Regions from separate parts of the Pungitius pungitius genome. Here region 2 is linked to region 1. Evidence: chromatin contacts called from public Hi-C data. All regions are on one chromosome and are shown on one strand. Each heading gives the region's core, a stretch centred on a gene start, on an enhancer-like site or on the middle of the called end of the contact. The rest is flanking DNA. Distances are from core to core; before and after follow the strand shown. Region 1 holds the start of dgcr8 (DGCR8 microprocessor complex subunit). Region 2 holds the start of txnrd2.2 (thioredoxin reductase 2, tandem duplicate 2).

The links. A called contact is a pair of places that touch in the nucleus more often than the background predicts.
Region 2: a Hi-C map of muscle shows a contact between it and region 1, with 7 times the contacts expected there. The contact joins the promoter of txnrd2.2 here to the promoter of dgcr8 in region 1. A contact is called at or near these places in 2 of 2 Hi-C or Micro-C datasets (both in muscle).

The regions. Positions count from the first base shown.
Region 1 is chr5:18,312,789-18,318,513 of fPunPun2.1, reverse strand. It overlaps dgcr8 (DGCR8 microprocessor complex subunit), which reads left to right and starts at 2,124. Exons shown (of 14, transcript XM_037481343.2): 1 at 2,124-2,249; 2 at 2,681-3,618; 3 at 4,752-4,917; 4 at 5,107-5,249; 5 at 5,446-5,725. The coding sequence starts at 2,959. tango2 (transport and golgi organization 2 homolog (Drosophila)) reads left to right here. Exons shown (of 10, transcript XM_037481352.2): 9 at 3-107; 10 at 479-1,325. The coding sequence ends at 599.
Region 2 is chr5:18,482,007-18,487,029 of fPunPun2.1, reverse strand. It overlaps txnrd2.2 (thioredoxin reductase 2, tandem duplicate 2), which reads right to left and starts at 1,380. Exons shown (of 17, transcript XM_037483194.2): 1 at 1,288-1,380; 2 at 849-914; 3 at 701-757; 4 at 469-613; 5 at 110-184. The coding sequence starts at 1,363. It overlaps arvcfb (ARVCF delta catenin family member b), which reads right to left. Exons shown (of 20, transcript XM_037481332.2): 20 at 2,972-5,023.

The DNA of each region.
Region 1 (5,725 bases), core at 875-3,374:
AGGAACACACCTGATCCCATTCACGAGAGCCAGGGTAAGGATTACACCAAGCAGCAGATCCAGGCTCAGTCGGCGGTGTTTGTTCGCTCCCCTCATTATGGCACAAGGTCAGTGTCGTCCTCTCCTGCTAAATCTCTCTCCTCTCTCTCTCTCTCTCCCCCGCTTGTCTTCACCCGAGGTGACTGACGCAGCAGAGAGAACAGAGAGGTCCACATAAATCCCCTGTGTAATGAAAGGGGAAGGGCGGAGGGGGGGGGGGGGGGGGTTGCTTGCACTTGGAAGCCAATGTGGAGACCTTTCCTGTGGCCAGAAGGTCTGCAGTTCTCTGCCTTCCACCGCCGGCTCACTTTGTACACCGCTGTTGTGACTGTTTATTCCTCGTAGTGGTCCACAGTGTTACTCCTGCCCTTTGCCCGTCTTTCTCTGGAGGTCTTTTTCCTCGTTTTTATTTTTTCGTTTGCTTATGTGTACCATTTAGGACCAATACAATTATCCTGATAGATGCAGAAGGTAACGTGACCTTCACAGAGCGCACCATGCTCAACGGGGACCCGGGCGAATGGAGCACCAGTTCTTTCCAGTTCAAACTGCAGGTGTGACGACATGATGGAGGAAAGCCACTCGGTGCCTTTCTATGTCACCTTTCATTCCCGCCGGCCACCACCTTCCTCCTCCTCCACCTCCCCCTCAAGCTGCACCGTAGCAATCATGTGAAAATGAAGATCCGTATGCACTTTTTTTGAGCTAGTTGATTCTTGCTGCCTCATTGACATCAGTGATATGTATTTCTTACTTTCGATCTGAAATGCATCTTTTGAAAATGTTTGCTAATTTAAGATTGCCAAAGAACAGTTAAAATGTTGTAAATGAAAATATTATAACAAAACAGCAGGGTTGGGTGGCTTCTAAAGACTAATGCATATCAGACTGCTGGTAACCTGCTTTGATGTGTAATCACTGCAGTCATACACAAGGTAATTTATTATTAAATTGTTTCTGGACTACAATTTGAAATTATTTTTATTTTTACAATATAGGAAAACATTGGGACGTTAGTATATTTCCAGAGAACATATAATTTAAATTGATGGTAAGAATTATAGATTAGAGTTGTCTCTGCTTTTTAAAATGTTTGAGTACTGTGATGCAGGTAATTAGTTCTGGTCCAACACTGCACAAGTAGCGTCAGTGTTGTTTACAACATATTTTCCCATAGTTTAATGCAAACCGTTTGAGGCAATTGCTGACCACTACCCGGGTGAGAAAAATTAAGAAATAAATAATGGATTTTACAGCTGTTTGATAAAAAATGTATCAAAGCACTCCCCTCGGTCTTCTATTTGTTAATTGCTGACACGATTGCCCTGTAAGGAGCCCTTTTTTTAACTAACACCCAATTTACTGCTTTTCATTTATATCACATGAGAACACTAGTAATTCCTCTTAGGTGGCAGAGAAACATAGGAAAAATCTTTGCTCTGTTCTTTCTGAAGTTTTGAAGAGGAATATTCCAACTAAAACAGTAACTCAGTTAATATGACTTGACTTTCATTATGATCTACTGTCAGATTTTGAGCCCCTCTTTAGCCATGGGACTGTCTAGGTCCACAGTAATGCTCTAATCTATTTTTACCTTTAAAACTCAATAAATTATGATTAACTTCATATAAATTGATGGAAATTAATGATCACACCATACCCACTATTCAATTAACTTGGTAAATAGTGACCCCAACTGGCAGGTTTAGGTATTGCATTGCCTATAATCCATATGTAGTCTTCCCCTCAACAGTAAATATTTACCTAACAACACCCTCGAACTGTAACATTATTGACAATAAAGTACAGCCTCTCGTACCTTATTGCTTCATTAAAACATTACTATTTTACCACAAACACTGGCGGTGACAACACAAAAGAAAAACCTAGCCGTGTTGTCAGGGGACACGGAGAAAGTCTACCGCGATGTCGGAAGTAGAGCGGTCTGAACTTCCGTCTACGCGACTCATGCTTTCTACGGCCCTGGTTGAATGACACAAGAACGCGTCGATGAAGGCCGTTGCGATAGGCCGGTTCATCGATCATTTATAAAAAAGGCCGGTACCGGGAGGCGGGACTTGAGTTGGTTTGCCGCTGTGTTTTTCTTCAAGATGGCGGTGCGGCAGTTGAGTCAGTATGGCGCCGCGTTGAGTGTATAATACTTTGGAAAGGTAGCTTGTTGCACGAATACCGTCGTGTCATTTTTATCGGTGAGTATGTATGCGTATGTATTAAAACTGCTGTCACAATAGCTCGGCGGGTTTTGCAGCCGTGTACCTCTGTAACGGTACAGCCATATGATCGGTTGCTAACATTTTAGCATTAGACGTTAACGTTACCGGGGGCCCGATGTGCCGCTGGAGACCGAACAGATGCGCTACAACGAGGTCCCTCGCTATTTTATTTTGAGATTAATTTGCTTGTCATTTGAAGATTAATTAGCGTCATATTATGTCAATAGCAACCAAATATTTAACCATCGTCCCACGTTGAAGTGTGTTACTGAAGCTCCTCTGTAGTAGCACCAGTTAGTAGCCTATGTTTAATATTCCATAGCTCTAGTTACGCTGATAACGTTATTCCTAAAGCTGAACAACTTGACTGAAATCTCTCACTGGTATTTTTTTTTTCTTTCTTCTAGCTTCCAGAAGACACCAGTGGAGGATGATCAGTGCCTAGATCCCATATTAAGCTGAATGCATTGTGATTTCCAATAATTGAGACAGTGATTCTGAAAGCTGTCTACATTAATGAAAAGAACAATGTAGTCAGCTTAGCATTTTCACCTCTGGTACGTGGTCTATAAAGGGATGTGCTTCTGCATGCATTCTGGCTTTAGATAAGCAGAGTCTCCAAACAGGTCGGATTCTACAATAAGTTATCCGTTTTGTATAAATTGTAGTTCATTATAGAGAGGAAATGGAAGTAGATGATGTGCTACCCCCTCTCCCCTTGGAGCCGCCTGATGATTTTGGCCGAGATGAGGGCAGAGCACCTCCACCACCTCCCCTGCAAACGTCCAGTGACGCAGAGGTAATGGACGTTAGCTCTGGTGGTGATGGATACACGTACACCCCAGGGGACGGGGAAGCCAACCCACAGCAGCCCTCGATAACCTTCTATAGCGACCTCTCCGATGAGGCTAATCCCATCCCGCCGTGCCCCAGGACGGCCCGCCACGCTCCCCAACTCACCGGGTTCCTACCAGACCTCAAGCTGCTCAGAGATGTTAAGATCCGTGTAAGCTTCACTGAAAGCAGCAATAGCAAAGACCGCAAGGTTTTGTACACGGGTGAAGGGCAGGAGGGAGGAAGTGGTGATGGCTTAGGCAGCGTAAATGGTGAGTTGCATGACTCAAGCGAGCTGGAAGTACCCGAGGGAAACGACGTAGCGGGCAGAAGAGCCGACGAGGCAGAGGTAGACCTGGAAAATAAGGTAGAGTTTGCCGTCCTGGATGAGTTGGATGACCTCTACGACAACTTCCTGGATAATGACGACGCAGAGCTGGGTGGCTTTAAGTCTGAGGTCATAGTTCAGCAGGAGCAAGCAGATGAGGAGGCCGTGGCTTTCTCCTATGAGGTACGTCCGTTCTTGTGTCCGCAGTAACCTTTTTCAGTTTCAGGTACACACCCATTTTGCCCCCAACTGTCCAATAGGAATGATGCAGGCCTACTACAGCCCTATGACATGGTCCAAACAAGAGAAAATTCTGATTCTGATACCACAGCGATGGCATACCTGATATAGAAATAACAAAAAAAAGGTTATTCAGTAAAAAATAAAAGCAATACTAACATCAATAGTGTTGTATTGCTGCTTACCTACAACTGTCACAGTATTGAGGAGAAAATGTGCTGTGCCGTAAAAATATTTCTTATTATACACTGACTTCCAAATGAAAAAGGATTATTGGACCATGTCATCTAATAATAACAGGAGACACCCCTACAAATCAACACAACAATGCCGATTTTAGGGGGAATGCAGCCTAAAGGAGGCCGCGTCACCCACATTAATATACTCCTGAAGCCATCTAGATAAGTTTTGTGTTATTTATTCCCTCTACAACAATACAATGCAGCTGAATGGAGTTCGATTTGTGGCAAACAAAGCATAAAAAGTACATTTTTAATTATGCAACAGTCACTATTCAGAAACTGTTCTGATGATTTTAAAAAAATCAAGAGTTGTAGGTTTTATAGCTATTTGCTACAGGGAAACCGTACAGACAGGGTCACTGTGAACTGGAAGAGGACATTGGGGATCATGACGTAGAAAAAGGGCAGCTGGAACGGAGAATAATGAATGTTGTAGTTATTGGTTTAAAATTGCAACACGCAAGACCTTTGCTGCCTCAGTCAGCGTTTAGTCATCAAATCAAGCAGCGGACATTTATAGAAATGTTGGTTTGTATTACTGAAAATGTCAAGTGAGGTGCTGGAAGAGGTTAGTGCCTTTTTTCTGATGAAATAGTTATAAAAAGGATAAATCAAAGCTGCTCTCATTTGTAATTTAATTTCTAATAAAAGTTGATAGATATATAGGTTCAATATAATCTTTTTCTGAATTCAGTACAATGACAAGTTTTACTTCAATGCTGCCTGGTTTTATTATTTTCTCCAATTGTTCATCTTCTGGCTTCACATCCTCTTAAAAACTCTTACACTGGTGACCCATCCTTTTCTCCCGGCCTTAACCACCCACTCTTCCAGGAGGAGTTTGACAATGATGTCGATGCTCTGCTCGAGGAGGGCATGCCAGTCCCCAAAAAGATGCGTCCGTCAGAGGACAAATACGGCGGGGACAGCGATCATCCGTCAGACGGGGAGGAGGGAGGCGTTCAGCCCATGATGACCAAAATTAAGACTGTCTTGAAGAGTGAGTGGTGGATCTGTCTGTTTTAGAGCTGGGAATAGTGAAACGTGGTTTTAGCACTATGGAATGCATGTAATATTACAGGTTTCATCCCTGATTTAAATCATCATTATTAGAAAAGTTTCCCCCAAAAGGGATATTATAGTAATTATTGGCTTCATTTACACCCCCCCCCCCTCCCCCCCATGCCAGGTCGTGGGCGTCCACCCACCGAGCCTCTACCTGATGGATGGATCATGACATTCCATAACTCTGGTATTCCCGTCTACCTGCACAGAGAGACCAGGGTGGTGACCTGGTCCCGACCCTACTTTCTTGGGACTGGCAGCATTCGGGTAAGATGTCTGATTAATCTACTTAAACGTTCTGCTCAGCTCAGTTGGTGGTCAGTATCTGCCCCACATGACCTCCTCTCTGCTCCCGTCTAATCTATTTCTTTTTTTATCTTGAGGTCATGAAATCGTTCCTGCTCAGCTCTTGAAATTCCTGTTCACATTCTGGTTAAAACCTTGGATTTCTTTCTCCAAACAGAAACACGACCCTCCTACCAGCAGCATCCCCTGCCTCCACTACAGGAAAATGAAGGACAATGAGGAAAGGGAGCTAAATGGAGAAGTGACGCCCATGTCAGAGGAGGCTCCTGTCAAGCCCAGCTACGAAGCAAATGGTGAAGAGATGGTGGACAAGTCGGACGCTACGGGTGAGGAGGTAGACGGCTTCCCTCCCCCCGTTGTGGCTGACGCCGTGCCAAACGGAGAGGGCGACAAAGAGGAGGAGGACGACGCCGCAGCCACAGCCAAGAGGAACCAGA
Region 2 (5,023 bases), core at 131-2,630, 170 kb before region 1:
TCCGTGTGCCAACAGAACATAGCTCACGCCACACAGTCATCAAAAATAAGAGAAGAAAAGAAAAACACACAAATAATGAATGAGTGAGCGAGGAGACTGTGTCACTTACTTGTCCTGGAGCTGAACTCTGTGACCCCAGTTCAGAGACCTGACGTGGTTTTGAATGGCCTCCGCCATGGTGGCCCTGCCAAACACATTCGAGGTTACGCTATAAGCTAACCCGAAAAGATGCTACATTCTGTGCCTGTGGTCACGTGTAGTTACCTTGGGTTGGTTAAAAAAAATAATGGTAATCTTTACAGGTCTGGCCTGTGAGCAGACTGCCATTCACCTAAGGAATGTCTGTCCTACTGCAGTGACGTCACTAGATGGCGCCGTTTAGCTACTCGTGAATATTTTGCAATCCATCCGATCGATCGGGGTAACCTTCCCCGTAAATTCATGAAAATAAACTGGTGATTGACCTACCAGTCGTGACAGACGGGATCTGAGATCTGCCATCCGTACTTCCTGGCATCTTTGACGGCGGTGCCGAGGAGAGCAGCCTGGTGCATGAGCTTCTTGGGAATGCAGCCCACATTTACACATGTACCACCAAGACCCCACTTGGTACCTGTTTGGAAGAAAAAAAACATAAAGAGTAACTTAACAATACTGTCTTTTGATATGATGATCTCATCTTAAAGAAAAAATACGTCACCCTTAACAGATGGCTCCACATAATCCAGGACAGCCACTTTCTGTCCCAACTGTGCTGCTGTAAATACAAGTATGTTGCTAAAAATGTATTTTTCAAGTTATTAATATTACAAATCTGCGTGCAAAGCATTGATACTCAAAAAAATCACCTTCTTTTGAACAAGCTAGGCCTCCCGAACCGCCACCGATAACCACCAGGTCGTAGTCGTAGATCCCTGCAGGAGCACATCGGAGGAGGAATAATAATTAACGTTAAATGTAGGTGTGCATTCACGACAGGGCCGTGCCACCCTCCTCCGGCTGACCTGCGAGCTCTAAGGTGGTGCAAAAGTTTTAATGTAGTCGACTTGTTAAGAGTCGAGATGGGTCGAGGACACCAGGTGATGATAGTTAACAGTAAGTTAACAGGAATTCAAATAACCAGCCGATTCTCACGGAGGTTAAACTAACGTTATCTCTGAGTTACGTCAGCTCTGCAGGTTTGTAACCTAGTTGTGTGACGACAGGGACTAATATAATTATTAACACCCGCACAATTCGTTTCCACCATATCTACACAACATATATTTTTGAACAAAACATTGTTACCGGTCAGGTTTCTTGTCAAAACATGCAAACAGTTAGTGCTTTTCCACCGGTGTCTGCCCCTGCAGAGGGCAGCCATGTTGTTGTTATGAAAGGACCCCGGGCCGGGTTGGTGCTAGCTAGCATATTGCCTGATAAGAAATGGGTCAATGAGAGAATTCAACTTAAATCTATTAGAACTGTTATTCTGTAAAATATTAACGGTGAACACTTTGATTATGTTAGATAAAAAAGTTTGGATCTCATTCAATTGAATTTAATTATTTCGAGGTGTTATGCAATTTACTCATGTGAGCTTACATAATTAAAGTGCAGTCTTTAATGACCTTTTCAGCACATTTGAATAATTTATAGGATATGTACAAAGGATAATGTTGGCCAAAATACATTTATAAGATCATTGGTTTCTCACTTACTTTTACAGGTTTTTCGTTTTTCGTGAACGAAAGTTCACAGTGTCCATTCATTTGTAGAATCCACTTTTCATCAGCACAATTTTGGAAAAGTACATCAAAAATAGTTATTTGGGTGAACTGACCCTAACTATTGTAATGGTAAAATATGTTATAATATAGTCTTATGCTAAAAGAGTGCTTATTTACTGTATTGAACTGAAAAATCAGCAAATCAGATAAGATTCAAGGTTTCCATTTGCAACTGTGTCTGAAGAAGGGAGTGAAAGTTACTCTCATACAAATGCTCGAACAAAGGAACTATGTTACTCCCATCTTGACCTTGGTTTTTGGTTTGCAACATTTCATATCTGCCACTGAGGATGGCCTTCACGTGTGTGTATAAAAGCTCAGCGTTTTGACTGCTCGGAGACGCCATCTCCACAGAGCACCGTGATACGTGCTTGTGTATTTGACCTCCTGCTTGCTAGTAATAAGTGGACTTTTGCAACTTTGATGGTTCATCAAGACTCTGTTTTATTGACATACAGGTGTGACATTATTGGGATATTAAATGGTTCTTTGAGATATTATTACATTCATTTTCACACTCATCCGGTGGGCCAGATGTTTGACACCCCCTATAGCAAATCTTTTCTCTTTACACTCAGTCATTTCCCTTGTTAATGTAAAGCAGCTTTACTGTCAGTGATCCTGAAACCCATGTGGTACTTTCTTAAATAGTAATAGTAATCAGTAATTTGAATGATTTGTAATTTGTAATGATTTCATTCAACCCGGCGCTGGTGTATTTTGATCAGTGATTAGAATGTGTCAAGAGCACCATCACTATGCTGGAAGGCTCCTTAAGGCATGAAGCAGTTTGGCCAACAAGGCCAGCACTAGCTATGTAAACGATAACGTTAATCTAAAGCATCCTATGTGTGACATGAGATACAGACCTCCATGCAGGGCTTCCCTCTCCTCCTCCTCTTCGTTTTCGTCCCTTTGCACCAGAGGGTTTGAGCCTTTTGATTTTACGTTATCTTGATCTTGAGTGTGACCGTTGCCTTGCAACGCAACTATAAGGTCCCCCCCAAACACATATCAAATTTCAACATATGGCGGGGGCGCCATGTTTATTTGTTTTAATGAAGGTTTTATTTCACCAGGGTTTTATTTCGTGTTGTTGGGAGAAAGATGTATGCTTACACCTTGGTCGCCTACAGGGGCTGCTGTTACAACGATATTGAAATCAAAACAAAATACCAAATAAACAGACGCAGAGACATTCAAAAATGTCATTCCAGGCATGATTTATTGAAAACACACCAAATGGACACTCTACAAACTGGTATTTTTCTGTTATGTTTGACAAGCGTAATATCTGCCACTGGGTATTAGTAAAATGAACACAGTACATTCTCACTGTGGCGACGCTTCTGCTCGCTAACAAAGCGTCAAGAACTTCACTCCTCTAGGAAATTAAAATCATTTTTTGAATGACGATCGGTTTAAAAGTTTATAATACAATGTAAAACAATGCAGAAACCCACCAACAGTCTATCCTACGAGGGGTTGGGAGGGTGAGGGGTTGCAGGATGAACGCATGAGTGAAAAGGGAGGGGGGGGGGGGGGGTGTGTAGAAGAGGTGAACCGACAGAATGGAGAGATGAAAGGGAGGAATGAAGTTATATAAAAGACACTTATCTTTATCTACCATGGAAAAGATTAAGGCACATGATAGGTACAAACACATCTGCTACTGAGTAGTACAGTTACTTTACTTCTTGAGTCGGTTCTAGCTACACAGGTACATCTGTGTGTCCCGCACTTCTTTTACAGCACAGCGCCCCGGCTCTGCATTCTGTGAATTTACAATGTGTTGTGCGTCCACAAAATACTGCAAATCCTTTGGTTGTGGGACTGTGAAGTGCGGTGAGGAGTCCAATGAAAGCACACACTTCTGAGGACACACAAAGGGGGATGCCGGGTTTTTTTTCTCCTTTTTTCTTTTTTTTTTGAAACCTCTGAAATTAAAATCTATACACTAAGTTATTTTTTTGTAGTTTATTGATTTTTACCACAACATACATCTTTGTAAACACTGTGTAAAATATGCAAGCTTCATAAAGTCACATACGTCACAAAGGAAAAAAAAAAAAGAAAAAAAATCAGACTTCACTGCAGGCACATGCCATTTCGCCTTGATGACGCATGAGTGATGCCAACAACTTGGATTGGGTTCTCCTTGCGTCTCTCTGAAAGACAGAGGCTGGAAAGGAGAATCAGGTTCACTGGGCTTCGTGTGCGGTCTCACCCAGCAAGAGAAAAACGTGTCATTGTGATTCTGTATTTCTCTGCCTCCCTTCGCCTCGTCTGCCCCGAAACCCCGACGCGTTGTAAAAATATATACTATGTGACCAAACTTGATGTTCTTGTACAGTGGGATGCAACTCTTTTTTTGTTTTTTCGCCTTAAACATCCAGATCCCCTCGCCGTCCCGTACGCTCGTCTTGCACGTGAATGAGTTAGTTAATATCCAAATGACACCACAAAAAAACTGGCACTTGGAAACAATAGAATATAAACATCTGTACAGTTCTTCATGCTCACGACTTCATATTTTTTAAGATGCGCCGGTGAAGGAGAGTTCAGGGTTCAATGCATCGGAAACTTTTAAGAAAGAACTTTTATTAACGCTGAAGTCTCTTTTCCATCTCATTAGTTTGACCTATGACCTCTCCCAGGGGCTGTCAGACCACATGTGACTCGTGGCCCTTTGAAAGAACACTGCAAATAAATTTCTTTTCTGTGAATTTTTTTGACAAATACAAAATATAAATAGGTGATCTTCGGCGTAACTCAACAATATTTGACACACATTTAAGTTACGGGGTTATTTCTTGTTTTCAAACACGGTGAGCCTTTATCAAATGAGATGTGCTTTGCAAACAATGTGATATTAATATACAACTAAGAAGTCTGTAATTTGGGGGAGGGGGAGGGGGTTCTTCTCTGTGATTTTCCTGTCTTTTGACCCTAATATACATTTTTATAAAATCCAACAAAAATAAAAACTGCTTTTAGATCTACAAAAAACGTCCACCTCTATTCAGAAATAAGAATCATTTATCCACAAAATGCCTTATATCCTCTTTAATACACATCATTGAGAGCAACCACCCAGGAAACTGCATCGCTACACAGTATGTGTGATTGTACAAGTGACCACAGCTCAGTGAGTGAGGGTCACCATGACGACCACGATGAGACAGAAACGCTTGATTTCCATTGTAAGCTTACACCTGCGATGCAGTGTGAACAGAAATTGCTCCATCACACTA